Regions from separate parts of the Muntiacus reevesi genome. Here region 2 is linked to region 1. A link is a contact called in public Hi-C data. All regions are on one chromosome and are shown on one strand. Each heading gives the region's core, a stretch centred on a gene start, on an enhancer-like site or on the middle of the called end of the contact. The rest is flanking DNA. Distances are from core to core; before and after follow the strand shown. Region 1 holds the start of TBPL1 (TATA-box binding protein like 1). Region 2 holds the start of RPS12 (ribosomal protein S12).

Region 1 (7,085 bases), core at 2,337-4,836:
GCATGTTTAGATGCAACAGTAATGTCAGATTACTGAAAATTTCAAAATGTTCCTCTTGATTTCTATACCTATTTCATTGCTGATCAGTACATTTTACCCATGGGCTTTTGCTTTTATATCACATTTTAAGCAGTATTTATACAGCTTATAAAGCTTACTGTTTTACCAACCTAAATGTCAATTTCTGTATTAATCAAGAGTCTTGGTTTGGCACAATGAGGTACCATCTTACGCCAGTCAGAATGGCTGCCATCAAAAAGTCTACAAACAATAAATGCAATGCTGGAGAGGGTGTGGATTAAAAAGGAACCCTCTTACACTGTTGGTGGGAATGCAAACTAGTACAGCCACTATGGAGAACAGTGTGGAGATTGTTTAAAAAACTGGAAATAGAACTGCCATATGACCCAGCAATGCCACTGCTGGGCATACACACCAAGGAAACCAGAACTGAAAGAGACATGTGTACCCCAGTGTTCATCGCAGCACTGTTTACAATAGCCAGCACATGGAAGCAATCTAGATGCCCATCGACAGACAAATGGATAAGAAAGCTGTGGTATGTATGCACAATGGAATATTACTCAGCTATTTAAAAGAATGCATTTGAGTCAGTTCTAACGAGGTGAATGAAACTGGAGCCTATTATACAGAGCAAAGTGAGTCAGAAAGAAAAACACCAATACAGTATATTGACACATATAGGTGGAATTTAGAAAGATGGTAACAATGACCCTATATGGAAGACAACAAAAGAGACACAGATGTAAAGAACAGACTTTTGGACTCTGTGGGAGAAGGTGAGGGTGGGATGATTTGCAAGAATAGCATTGAAACAAGTATATTATTTGTGAAACAGGTCGCCAGTCCAGGTTCGATGCATGAGACAGGGTGCTCAGGGCTGGTGCACTGGGATGACCCAGAGGGATGGGATGGGGAGGGAGGCGGGAGGGGGGTTCAGGATGGGGAACACATGCAAATCCATGGCAGATTCACGTCAATGTATGGCAAAAACCACCACAATATTGTAAAGTAATTAGCCTCCAATTAAAATAAATAAATAAATAATATATATTAAAAAAAGAGTCTTGGTTTGGAACATATATTGTATATTCTAACTTTTCCTGGCACCTGGATAATAAATAATATTATAGCCTTACCTGGATCTTGACTAATGGAAATGGAGCACATGATAAGACTAGTGAAGCCCATGGGCTTTATCTCATCTTCTTTCATCTTGAAATGAATTCCTTGGTCAGTAGAATGGTGTTTCAGCTAAAGCATTCAACAAGTCTATGGAGAATGGTCATTGTTGTTTAGTCACTAACTAAACAACTGTCCAGGTTCAGCTGTTTTCAATCCCATGGTCTGTAGCCCACCAGGCTCCTCTGTCCATGAGATTTTCCAGGCAAGAATACTGTAATGGGCTGCCATTTTCTTCTCAATAGAGAATGGTGCCTGCTGTAAAATCAAACCCAATTCCAGAATGAGGAAATACTATGATGAGGCAAACTGCTGACCTGTCTGTGACAAAAGGGGGGTCCAAAGCAGCTGACATGCTTGATACCAGCTATACTGCTGGTCTCCTGTAAGGAAGGTGACACGTAAAGACCTTAGTCACTGTTACTGTAAAGCTGACTTATCCACAGTGGCAGTGATCATTGGAATAGAGCCTTTCTCCTGCCATTTCCTTGGCAAATCAGACCACGCCACTCTACCACTTAAAACCTTTCACTTCCCTCAGCATTTGAAAGAAAATCCAAATTCATGGCCTGCAAGGCACTGAAGGGTCAAGCCTTAGTTTCTTGTCAACTTCGCCTCAAGTCCGCTGCCCCTTGCACTGATCATGATGCCCCATCCAGGCTACTATTCCCACACAGACAGCTCTAGCCTGTCTTGTTCCCTCTGCCAGGTACACGGTGGAGCCCTTTCATTCCCATTCAGGTAACAGCTGAAAGGTTACCTCCTGAAAGTCATCTCCACACTACTCCACAGACATGACTCTCTAACCCAGCCTCTTGCTTGCTGTCTTCATTACACCTAACACAAGCTATAATTGTTTAATACTGTTCAGAGAATAAATGAGTATAGAAACTGAAACAGATCAAAGTTCCATAATTCTACAGTGCCTTTAAATGCTCACATATTTTACTGAATATTCAAAGTGGGAAGGAAAAGATCTATAGGCATCCTTGAAGACCCCATAAGTAGTGAAATACTCGAATGGTTGCCTACTCCCCAACCCCTCAGAAGTCAGCCCATCATTTTCAAAAAGGACTGTGGTATTAGCACGATTCATGCCATATGCACACCAACCAGAGGCCAGGTATTCATGAGCCCCTTAGGGCCTTTTATTAAATTAGAGCTGCCCACTGGCCTCATTCAGGGAGAGGCTTCTAACTGCAGCCCAACTCTGAGCAGAGGCCTGCGCCGGCCGGCCTGGGAATGGGAGTCGGGGGCGCGGCGGGTATCCGCGCCGCTGCTTGGAGCTCCCGGACCGTTAGTCCTGTCTCGCTCTCGCAGGCGGCACGCTTCAAGGGGCCCCCGAGGGGCCCCGAGGGCCCAAGCGCGGCCGTTCAAACTGGCGAAGTGTGCGCCTCTCGGAGTCCCCCGGGTCATTCCAGGACCACTTGGGCGCGGAGCCGCGGAAGGGTCTCAGTCCTCAGGCGCCCGGCTTCGGCTTCCGTGTGAGCAGAGCCGCCGCCGCCCCTGCCCGGCACCCCGGTCCCAGCGTGCAGGCGCCCTCTTCCCTCCTCCCATCCTTCTTGGATCCGGCTACGCGGCTTAAAAGCCTCTCAAGTGTCTCCCGGCTTCCAAGGCAGAGTCCTGACCGCAAACCCAAGTTGAGTATGGAATACCAAACGGACAGGCGACAGAAATGTGACCTAACCCCCCTGCATTATCTATCATCCACCCATCCATCCATCCATCCATCCATCCATCTATCCATTCTTTTACCTATCATATCCTATCACTGAATTTTAGGACTAGGATTAGCATTCCTTCACGAGAGCTTGATCACGTAAATTAACGCGTTTTAACCGAAAAAGCGAAGTCGGACTTTTTCAAGACAGAAAATGTACTCGTCAGAATTAGAAAACAATTTTTAGTTGTTGAGGACCAGCTTCGCTAATTATATTGAATGGTGGACCTTTTCTATGAATTGAATGGGCTAACAGAAGTGGCAAGGTATTGCCCCCCTCCACCCCCATCCCTCAAAATAAAAAACCTAAAGTCCGTTTATATTACACTGTATGCCAGAAATGACGTACTCATGTGTAACTACTAGCTAAAAATATACAAGGGATGCACAGTTTTTTCGAAATCTTTCCAAGCGGTTATCAAGCAAAAGAAGTCTAGCCCAGCGCACACCTTTCCCCACGAGCCCCACCCCGTCAAGCCCTTAGGCAGGCCGGGCCGACACGACCCGGACACCAGGAAGGAGGAAGGGAAAGTGGAGGAAGGGGCGGGGGAAAGTGACGGGAGCAGTGAGAGCCGGAAATGACTGGCTAGCGAGGAACTCCGGAGGGCCCTGTCCGGCGGCGCTCTAGCCGCCGCGCGTTGTCTCTATGCTCCCCCGCGTCTGGTCTATTTATTGTCGCGGGGAAGCAGCGGCCGCCCTGTACCCGGAACAACAAAGCACGAAAGACGGAGCCCGAGCCTTGGGGGCTCCTAGCAACCGGCCGGGGCGGGAGTTCCATGGAGACTGGGGAGCGCGCTCGCCTCATCATCATCCTTATCCTCCAGCTTATCCTTCGCGTCCGCCGCAACCGGCAGCAGCGCTGCCGCCGCGTCCTCTGCCGCCGCCCGCTCTTCCCACGGTAACCGGTCGGCGACCCTGGGCGGGGGTAGCGCGGGCTTCGGGGCTGCCCGAGTGCCGGCTGCGGGGCGTCTTGGCGCGGGGCGGGCTTGTGCGGAGCCGCGGCCGTGCTGCTGGTGGAGTGTGCGGGGGCGGATGCCGGGGCGGGGGGGAGAGGACCTCCGATGCGGGAAATTGGTCCAGCGGCCGAGGGAGGGTCCAGCTTTTAGGAGGACGGGGTGATATTTGGGGATCTCGTTTGGGATAACGGAGTGGGGGTGGGGCGTCACTGCCTGGGAACGTTATCCGGAGGAGTGTAGGATAAGAAAAGAGAGATTTTTATTTTCTGGGTTAGCCACCACTGGGAAAGACTGGAGAAGGGAGATTCCCCATCGTTCTCTGTGGAGCCCTCACCCAGGGGAAGAGAGATCGTGCAGAGATGCTAAAGGGGTCCGTTGCTTCCCAGAAAACTTCCTGCGGCTTTGGCCGCGACGGGAACGCTCCCAAATAGCACCTTGGTCGGTTCCTACTTTTGGCAATGCCTGCAACACCTCCCTCCCCTGCCCCCCGCCTTTTTTTTTTTTTTTTTTTTTTTTTTGTAATAGTAGTATTAACCAGAATTAGGCTTGATGAAGGATCTGGAACTGAGGAGGATAAAATGGGTAGGACGTAGGGCTAAGCTAGGTTGAGAACCGGGGTAGGAGCATAATAGCCAGTAAGAAATCTAAAAGCAATTTCTATTGGAAATGACGGTTTTTAAACTCTCTCCTTCTGCCGAGATGTGCTTCTGCGGGCTCTGTCAGTGTGTTCATTGCAATGGGATTCAGACCACAGCCAATCCACGTCTGTGAGCTCTCTGACTGCATCTGTCACCCGCAGTTCTAGAGAGACACTGGCAGTTGACCAGCGTGGGCTTGTGTATTTAGGGTTAAGGAGAGTGACTTAAAATTGGCTCAAGGAAAGAAAAGGAAACAAGCTTGGTGCGATTTTTTGTTTGCAGAAAGAATGACATTTTCCCTGGGAAAATTGGAAAAGAGAAATATGAGAAGGTTTAGCTATTCTAGCATAATCTGCAGTCTTTTGGGAAGTTTGAGAAAATGACAGTTAAATCGAAAAAGGACTTTTGTCATCACTCTGTAGTTGGAAGAATTATTCGCAGCTGATATGTTGCTTACCAGTTTGTGCCATCTCTTTAGGCCGTAGGCCTCTGTTTAATGGTTTTATGCTTCCCAAACCTTTCTAGGTCAGTAAATGAGGTTTTCTTGTGGCGTACTGAAATGGCCATATATGCATGCTACAGTAATATTATTTTTGTGTCCAGGGGGAACAAAGCTCTTTAGTTGAAGATTAAAGATGAAAAGAAAATTGATAAATCACAGAAGCAATGATGTCAACCACGGTTTCTGTTTGTCCCTTAATTTTTTTCCCCTCTTACTTTTCACCTAAGTCTGACTTGTCTTAAACAAAAACGTTTCATCCCGCTCCCCCAAACCCCTGCTTTGGTACTCTGCCCTCACAATCAGTCTCCGAGACTGTTATGATCTGCTGCTCTGTGCTGTTGATTGGTTGATGTCAGAATCGAGTTTTTGACTCGGGTATTTTCAAGGAATTGAGGTGCAGCATCTCTTGTTAAACCAATTTCATATATGTGCAAAGAGGTGGGCAGATACCTTTAACAAAGACGCGAAATACAAATATTGTGTGTGTGTTAAGTTGCCTCAGTCGTGTCTGACTCTTTGCAACCCTTTGGACTGCACCCTGCCAGGCTCCTCTGTCCATGGGATTCTCTAGGCAAGAATACTGGAGTGGGTTGCATGCCCTCCTCCAGAGGATCCTCCCAACCCAGGGATCGAACCTGCATCTTGCATTGGTAGGCAGATTCTTTACAACTGGCACCACCTGGGAAGCCCAGGAAGTATAAACATTGGGAAACTTAAAATTGCATTTTAAACCTCTTGAGAAGAAAAACCTAATATTGTCATCTGTAGATGAGTGAGTCAAGGACTTTGGCTTACTCTCTTGTGTGAGGTTGTGCTGGGGGATGTTCTCTTTTCATGTGAGATTCAGTGAGTTCCCTCTGCCTCAGGGCTGCCGTCACACTCACTTCATGTAGATCTTAATTGCTGCTGCCTCTTTCCTTTACCCCTTCTGTGGTTGAGGAAAAGGATTTAAGCCCAAGCCTTTACCTTTATTAACAGTCCCTGCTCTCCCTGCCCTCTGCTCCAATACTCGCAACATTTCCTGTTGTCTTGGTTCCTCTCTTGACCTAATAATCATGTCCCAATCAAAAATGATTCCTTATACTATTTGTATTATTTCTGTTTCTTAGGGAGTTTCCAACATATATCCTTGGCCTGTGTATCCCTTCCGTTAATGTTACTTTGTCTGTTCCATTTTCCTTCTGTATCCCTCTGCTTATATTGAGAATGGAGTGTTCATGTCAGATGTTCTGTATTCATTCTGAACCAACAACTGTTGGTTGTACAGTATGACAGGTAAGAGCCTTATGCTGAGAATCAAGACTGTACTGAAATAAGGCGTGTAAAAATATTTGAACTTTTAGGAATAAAAGCTGTTACAGAAGTCCAGGTGGTAACTCTGTAATTGAAGATGTAGTCACTTAAAAAAAAAAAAAAAGATAAAAGATATAGTACAGCCTCTCTGTGTTTTTAATTGAACCTTAGATTTTCATAATTTGTACTCTAAAAACCTTGTCTTAACATCCAGCTTTTCAGATCGTTTTGCATCTGAGTACTTGACTGAAATTATGCTTTGCCAAATTAGAGGGCAAAACTAAGTGAATCCCACAGTTTTTTTTCATATGTGGGAAATTGTCATATCAAAATTTTTGTAGATGTATATATATATATAGAATGTATAGAATTTGCTATAAAGTAGAATGAATAAATAGAAAATTTACAGCTGAAAATTTCTGGAAAGTGTTCTTTCTTAGCATGGATGTGGCATATTATTTAAAAATCAGCAAATACTGTATAATTTAGTTAAGGTGGGTATCAGTGCTGTTTTTTGGTGAAGGAGGCCTATAATTACCTAGTGATTGATTTCTTTCTGTTGCATCATAGCCCATGTGATGAATAATTATTGCTATGAAAAATAAAGTTTAAGTGGATTTTAGAATTGATAATAGTAGAATGTTTCCACAATGTTCTCAAAACTGGTAGTGCTTTGGCAGTTTAGCTGTATTGTGGTATTTGAATTAATAAATGAAGATTTCCTGCAATTTATACGCATGTTTTTGTATCTTTAATACATCTGATGCCATGGT
Region 2 (7,336 bases), core at 1,522-4,021, 1.0 Mb before region 1:
GATGAGATGGTTGGAGGGCATCACCGACTTGATGGACTTGAGTTTGAGCAAGCTCTGGGAGATGGTGATGGACAGGGAAGCCTGGCATGCTGCAGTCCATGGGGTCGCAAAGAGTCAAACATGGCTGAGACTGAACAACAGCTACTACTTCACAGGCAGTGGTGAACACTTTAAACAATTATCTCTTCTTACTCCTCACAATATTCTAGTATTATCACCACTTTACTGACTCAGAAAAAAAAAAAAAAAAAGCCATTTGCCAAAGGCCACAGTTAGCCAGAATTTGAACTCAGCTCAGCTAGGCCCTACCACTTCATGATATAAAATCCTTCCAGTGCACTGGTTTAGCTTCTGTTCCCAGCTTTGGTCTTCCAAGTAAAGTTTTTTGCAGCTCAACACAAAGATCTTTCCTATTATTTAAACTGTTCTTCATCTGCTTCTTTTTTGACATCTGTCATGGGTTGAATTCTGTCCCCACAAAATACATAGGTCAAAGTCCCAACCCCAGCACCCCATATCAAGACTTTATATATAGAATTATTCTATATATAATTAATTTGGACACAGAGACAGATATGCACACAGGGAGAACATCATGTGGATTGGAGTTATGCTGTCAGAAACAAAGGAACATCAAGATTGCTGGCAAACCTCAGAAGTTAAGAGAAAGGCATTGACCAGATTCCCCCACTTAGTAGTAACCAGTCCTGCTGATACCTTGATTTCAAACTTCCTGTCTTCAAAACTATGAGAAAATAACTTTGTTGTTTAAGCTAACAGTTTGCCATACTTTGTTAAGGCAGCCCTAGCAAACTAATACATCTACACTTAGATGATTCAGAAACTCAGATTTCTACTGCTGTCTCTTTTTCTGCCTGACACTGCAATATTCCTTTTCTCTATGTGCCTTTTTACATGATGAAGGCAGAACCAGTGGTATCATTGCCAAATGTGAGATGTCAGGAGTTATCTTTGAAATCTTGACCTCCCTCCCACATTTGGGCAATCATCCAAATGGCTGAAGGGTTAGAAGCATCAGCTTTGAAGTCAACTGGGCTCAAATACCAGTTGCCACATTTACTAGCTGGGTAGCTTGGGAACTCCTTATGCCTAAGTTTCTTTCCCTATTAAAAGGGCTAACCCCACCACTACCACATGAAGTTTCAATGATACTTAAGGGAGAAAATATAATAATTAGTACATAAACTGACATCTAAACAAAATTACCTATTATCATTGTTTCTAAAACACACAAACTTTAGAATTTATTTTTCATAGGTATTTCAGACACATATTTGTGTACATTATTCAAGCCAGTTATAATCTGCCAGTATGAGTGTCTTTAGCTATTAACTCCCCTGAGGCCTTCAGGTGTTACCAACTTTGGCTCAAATCTTAATCTCACCACAGATATGAGAGCAGCAGGAATAAATATACTCATCTTTATAAACTGTCCCCCTCCCCCAAAAGCTCAATAATTAAGTGAATAAGTGAACAATTTTTTAGGATGAGCTATGGGTGGAAATAAGTAGGTTCAACGTTTATACAACAAAGCTTGAAAGTTAATACTGAACAACATGGATTAAAATTCCAGTATATCACTATTCTGGCTAACTCTATCTCACACTCTGAACATGTTAGTCATTTTTTTTTTTTCCACAGTACTCAAGAATTTAATGTTATCTGTTTGTTCTTCGTTGTTCGCTAAATGCATTGATGCTAGCACCTATCAAACGCTTAATAACTGCTGTCTGGGTTACTTGTCAGAAGAGGAATTTAGAACACAAGAAAAAGGACTGTACTGATGACATCAGGCTGTAGTTCACGTATTAGCGTTGGAGGTGCCGGTGGGGGAATGGTCAGTCAACGCAAAATTCAGAATATTTCTTTCCGAGAAAGTCAAAGTTAAAACTGACTTCTCAGAGAAGATTCCACTAACTCCGCCAGTCCGGGAAGGCGAAATTAACGCCGGATTTCTCAAAGACTACGTTTCCATCTCTGTGTTCCCAGACCCCGTCCCTATGTTTGGTACACTGTGTTTCAAATGCACCTGCTGAATCCTGATTTGGGCGGGATTACGAATCCACGGGGCAATTTAGTGTTAAAAAAAACCCAAAAAGCCAAAACCCCAAATCCTAAAAACAAAACCCCCCAAACCAAAACTTCTTTTACAACCAACTACATTAGGAAACCGTAACCAATCACTAGGCTGGCCAGGGGTTTTTCACTTAACACTGGTCAGGACAGTGGAATTTGCGATGTGCTTCAGAAGCTGCTTCAGAAGCAGCGAAAACGTGTTGGCTGTCGTTTCAGAAAAACACGCAGACACACACGCACGCGCGCGATCACCCACAGACTGACAAATTCACGAACATTCAGAGTGACTCAGAAAGGAAGCGAGAGAGGGTGCCGCTCGGGGAGGACCAGTTAGCGAGTCGACAGGAAATTACACCTTGGGCGTAGAAAGGGTTAAAATTAGTTTTCCGCCTCAGCCGGGGCTGCAGGGGCTCCCGGAGCTTGACAGGATCGCGCGGACAGGAGCGCCTGGCCCTTCTCGCGCTCCGTAGAGGCTCTCGGGGCCTCTGCAGGCCTCGCCTCCGGCGGAAATGACGTTAAGAAGCTGCCCGCGTTAGTGCCTGTTTCGTGAGCCAATGACCGGCCGCGCAGAGTCAGAAAGTTAGCAGGAGTCCTGTCTCAGGACCGCCTCAATCCGGAAACAGAAATTCTCCAGGCCCGGCATTGCCAGAGCCAGCTCTTCCATAGAAGGGAGTGCGCGTGCGCCCAGGGGTCCTGGGAAACCCTTAAATACCGTCATGCGGGCGCGTTCGTTCTCTTTCCCTGCCGCCGCGGAGCCGCGCGGAGGCGGAGGCTCGGGGTGAGTTAGGCAAAGTAGAGGTGTTGGTTATGCAGCGTGGCTGCATTTTACTTTGAGTTGGCGTTGAGTATGTGGGGCTAATCGGGGTCGTTTCTTTACCTAACTTATCGCTGTTTGTTTTGCAGTGCATTCAAGATTCGGCTCCACCCGTAACCCACCGCCATGGCCGAGGAAGGGTGAGCCTAGGGCTGGGTGGTCGGGGGGGCAAGGCGTGGGCCTGGACCCGGTAGCGTGGTTTCTAGTTGTGCCGTCGAGTCGTAAGCGCGTCTGGCTTACCTTGCTGATGACTGCCGTATCCAAGGCGTTAGATGGTGGGCGAGAATTAAAAATTTAAATTTCTGTTTTTTAGCATTGCTGCTGGAGGTGTAATGGACGTTAATACTGCTCTGCAAGAGGTTCTGAAGACCGCCCTCATCCACGATGGCTTAGCACGTGGAATTCGCGAAGCCGCGAAAGCTTTAGACAAGTACGTGTATCAGTCTCAATACTGTGGGGTGTTGGAACCGGAACAAAACTGCAGCCGAGGGAAGAAAGCGTGAAGTTTCATGGTGTTAGCACAAAAGTTCTGAATGACATCCGTTCTACAGGAAACATAGGAAAAGGTATCAATTCAGAACTCTGATGGCCCGCTGAGTGTGTGGGTTTTGAATGGGGATGAACGTTTGATTCTTGAAGTAAAACTACAGTGTTTGAATGATGACTTAAGTTGTCGGATACCCCTTCACTCCTTCTATGAGTGAAATCTCATAGTCTGACAAACCTGTAGCTTTGGGGGCTAATTTAATTTCACTGTTCGTTATGGAAGAGATGGGAACCTTCATTTTGCACTTTGGAGACTTAAACCACTAAAGTACTGTGGCAGAAACATGTAGATTTAGCATGAAGTTAGTAAGAGCAGCAGCTGTAGAGGTCAGTGTGGGTGAGAAATACTTGTAAATTTACTCAGTGAGGTCTTTGGGGTGGTTAAAACAGTTGCTATAGGTGAAACTTAGAATTTTACAAGTTATTGAAGATTAGGTGGTGGTTCTATCGATGGAAGTAAAGAAATATATGCTTTCTGGCAGCTATGTCAAACTGAAGTTGTGTTCTCCAATGCCTGGTTAGATTTTTGCCAGTATCCAGTGCAAAGATAATTCTCTTACAGATTGCAGGTAGATTTAGACCCAGATTTCAGCTTCTGCTGTTGGATTTTGCATTTCAGGCGCCAGGCCCATCTGTGTGTGCTCGCATCCAACTGTGATGAGCCCATGTATGTCAAGTTGGTGGAGGCCCTTTGTGCTGAGCATCAGATCAACCTGATTAAGGTAAGTTACTCCTTGGATTTAGCTTTTGTGAGAGCCAAATTAGCTTATTGTAAATTAGGCCAGTTACAGACCTGTGTCCACATAAAGGCTATCCATAATGATTTTTGTCATACCAGAGAAAGTTTGTAAAGACCTCTCTTCTGCAGGTCTGAAAAGCATCACAAACTTGGCATTTGTTGGCTATGCTAAAGCTAGTTGGGGAAGCAGTTTTATTCCTGCAGATTTAAATGCTGGTTTTACGTCGATGCAGAATAACCTGCGTTAGGGTATTGATAGGTTTCTTGGGGCTGTACATGATGACAACTGGCTCCCTCTACTGAACCGCGGTGAGGAAACTGCCATGTCACCCTATCTGACTCCAGCCACCTTTAATCTAGTGTATTGTCAGTAGTATTAGTGCCTACTAGTGTGGTGATTTATTTTCGTTATTATTCCCCTAACAGGTTGATGACAACAAGAAACTAGGGGAATGGGTAGGCCTCTGTAAAATTGACAGAGAGGGAAAACCCCGTAAAGTGGTTGGTTGCAGTTGTGTGGTAGTTAAGGTAAGTTGATATTTATGTCTGGGATAAATGTACTGGGTAACCATGCTTAACACGGGATATGTATTAATGTATATTGGGATTTTACATTACCATGCAAAACTTTTAGAGCTTAAAAGTGATCGAGGGTTCATTTACAAACTATGACTATTATATTTTGTGGTTATATTTTTGTCCCATCCTTGTGTATATTACAAGCACAAACATGTCATGGTAAAATTGTCAGAAACGACACGTGGAATTTTGTGTGAATTTTTGGATGAGTTTTAGGTAGCTACCTTCTGTTCAAGTGACATTAGTGTCTCAGAGATGATTGTTTTTCAGTGTGTTAGTCATGCAGTCGTATCTGACTCTGTGACCCCATGGACTGTAGCCCACCAGGCTCCTCTGTCCATGGAATTCTCCAGGCAAGAATACTGGAGTGGCTAGCCATTCCCTTTCGGGGGTAATCCTGACCCAGGGATCAAACCCGGGTCTTCCGTGTCACGGTCAGATTCAAAACAAGCAACAACATCTTAGAGGTTGATTCTGATATTGAAAATGAAAATCATGGTGCTGGATAATACAATTGTATCAGATATAAATATTGAATGTAATAGTCTTCAGAGTGTAAATGAAATAACAATTTTTGGTCAGGCCACAGGCATTAGTTTCAGCAAAAATCTCCTGGTCAATAATGAGTTAACCCTGTAATGAGTCAAAAATCACTTAAAAGCAAATGTGTAATTCTCAACAGATGTAGAGTCTTTCTTACAGGAAAAGGAAATAAGCCATAATTAAGCCAGCCAAAGAATCTGCTTACCTGAATGTGTTTCTGCAGAAATTTAGAAAATGCTGGCAATAGGAAAGCCATGTTACGAGCCTTAAAGACATTGAGGTCATTAAGGTCCCTGAAAATGGCTACAAGGCATTAAAATGGTGGGGAATACTTCATAAGATGTGCTGTTTTGTTTGTTTTTTTTTAAAGCTTCACTGTTACTAGTAGTGCTAACAACTTGGGAGTTTGTAAATTTTAGTAAAATCACATTTGTTTTTTAGGACTATGGCAAAGAATCTCAGGCCAAGGATGTCATCGAGGAGTACTTCAAATGCAAGAAATGATGAAATAAACTGAGCTCTTGTTTTTCATCTCTGGCTTTTTATTTGGGGCAGTAAAATTAAAGTCTGTGTTAATGAAGGACAAAAGATTCATTGCAAAATAACTGGATGCATCTTGTTTGTCCTGTTTTCTAAGGGAAAACATTTTTCCCAACCAATAAGTAATATCAGTTGGCAAGTAGCAGAGCCCAAGTGAAGATAGGCTTGGTGATGGTCAGGGTTTTCTTGGATGGATATTTATGACTGATAAGCCAAACTATAACCTAGAAAAGTGAACTGGACAAATCAGCAAAGTACAAAGGGGACTGGATAGGATTTAGGCTGTGGGGCTTTTGTACATGCCCATTAGGGTAGGTCATGGTTTCTTTAAATATCAGGCACAGAAACGTGCTTCCAGGTACTCAACTCCCCAAAATCCTCAGGGAGAGGTGATAGTGACTGTACTTAGCCTGAGTCAAGTTGAGATAGGAGGAATATGAAATTCCCTCACAGATAACCAAGTGGGGTACTTTTGAGTTTCCCTTAGTTTACCAGTCTATGCAGTGACAGGGCATGTGGGAAAAGTAATTGTAGTTTACATATCTTGATAAATTCTCTGCATTTGGTGCCATTTGAGTGTTTATGCAGTGGGAAAACCATATTTCTGTTTGATTTTTTTATGGGAAATAGTGTTGTTCAGGCTTGGAAAAATTGAATTACTGCAGTGTGCATTTTCATATTGACTCACTGGCCCATCTCGAAATTAGTGCTGGGAAGGCTTTGTTGACTTTTGAACTTTGAGCTCATTCAGTTTCGTCTGACTCTGCAGTCCCATGGACCGCAGCACACTAGTCTTCCCTGTCCATCACCAGCTCTCCATCCATAGAGCCCTTGCTCAAGGGACCTGAGTTTGAGTAAACACCAAGAGATGATGGTCAGAAGCCTGGGCGAGCTGCAGTAAGTAGATGGGGTCGCAGAGTTGGACAGGACTCAGTGAACAACTGAATTTTGTCCCTTTGTGTAAGAGTAAGGGGCTTCCCTGGTGGCTGAGCTGTAAAGAGTCTACCTACCTTGTGGGAGACCTGGGTTTGATCCCTGTATTGGGAAGATTTCCTGGAGAAGGGAAGGGCTACCCACTCCAGTCTTGTGGCCTGGAGAATTCCATAGTCTGAGCAAGGCAGGCTAGTCCATGGGGTTGCAGAGTTGGACATGACCGCGACTTTGAAGAGCTAGAGGAAGGGCTATTGATCTAGACTGAGTAGCTTTACTAGGCTTGTGTTCCCCAAGTGTCCTCTGAGTGTCCTCTGCTTCCCACTGCCTTGTTGCACGGCCCATAGACTCCAGGTTTCAATGGCCCCAGTGTTGGATCCACACTTTCCGGTTGCAGTGGAATGATGTTCTTCATAACCTGTTTTCTCTCTCCTGAAGTGCATCCTTTAAAACCCAGCTCTAAGAATTATAGTTGTGACTTGTGACTTCTGGTTGTGACATGTCTGTAGTTGATAGGAAAATGAAGTCGTTCAGTCGTGTAGCCCATC

Evidence for each region. A called contact is a pair of places that touch in the nucleus more often than the background predicts.
Region 2: a contact with region 1 is called in a Hi-C map of muscle, with 8 times the contacts expected there. The contact joins the promoter of RPS12 here to the promoter of TBPL1 in region 1. A contact is called at or near these places in 2 of 3 Hi-C or Micro-C datasets (blood and muscle).

The regions. Positions count from the first base shown.
Region 1 is chr3:186,520,114-186,527,198 of mMunRee1.1, reverse strand. TBPL1 (TATA-box binding protein like 1) reads left to right here and starts at 3,586. Exons shown (of 7, transcript XM_065931315.1): 1 at 3,586-3,821.
Region 2 is chr3:187,556,564-187,563,899 of mMunRee1.1, reverse strand. RPS12 (ribosomal protein S12) reads left to right here and starts at 2,771. Exons shown (of 6, transcript XM_065927776.1): 1 at 2,771-2,875; 2 at 3,001-3,051; 3 at 3,225-3,341; 4 at 4,077-4,179; 5 at 4,623-4,724; 6 at 5,760-5,849. The coding sequence starts at 3,038. The coding sequence ends at 5,822. LOC136165798 (small nucleolar RNA SNORD101) reads left to right here and starts at 3,563; the gene lies at 3,563-3,635. LOC136165843 (small nucleolar RNA SNORA33) reads left to right here and starts at 5,500; the gene lies at 5,500-5,629. It overlaps LOC136165866 (small nucleolar RNA SNORD100), which reads left to right and starts at 4,466; the gene lies at 4,466-4,542.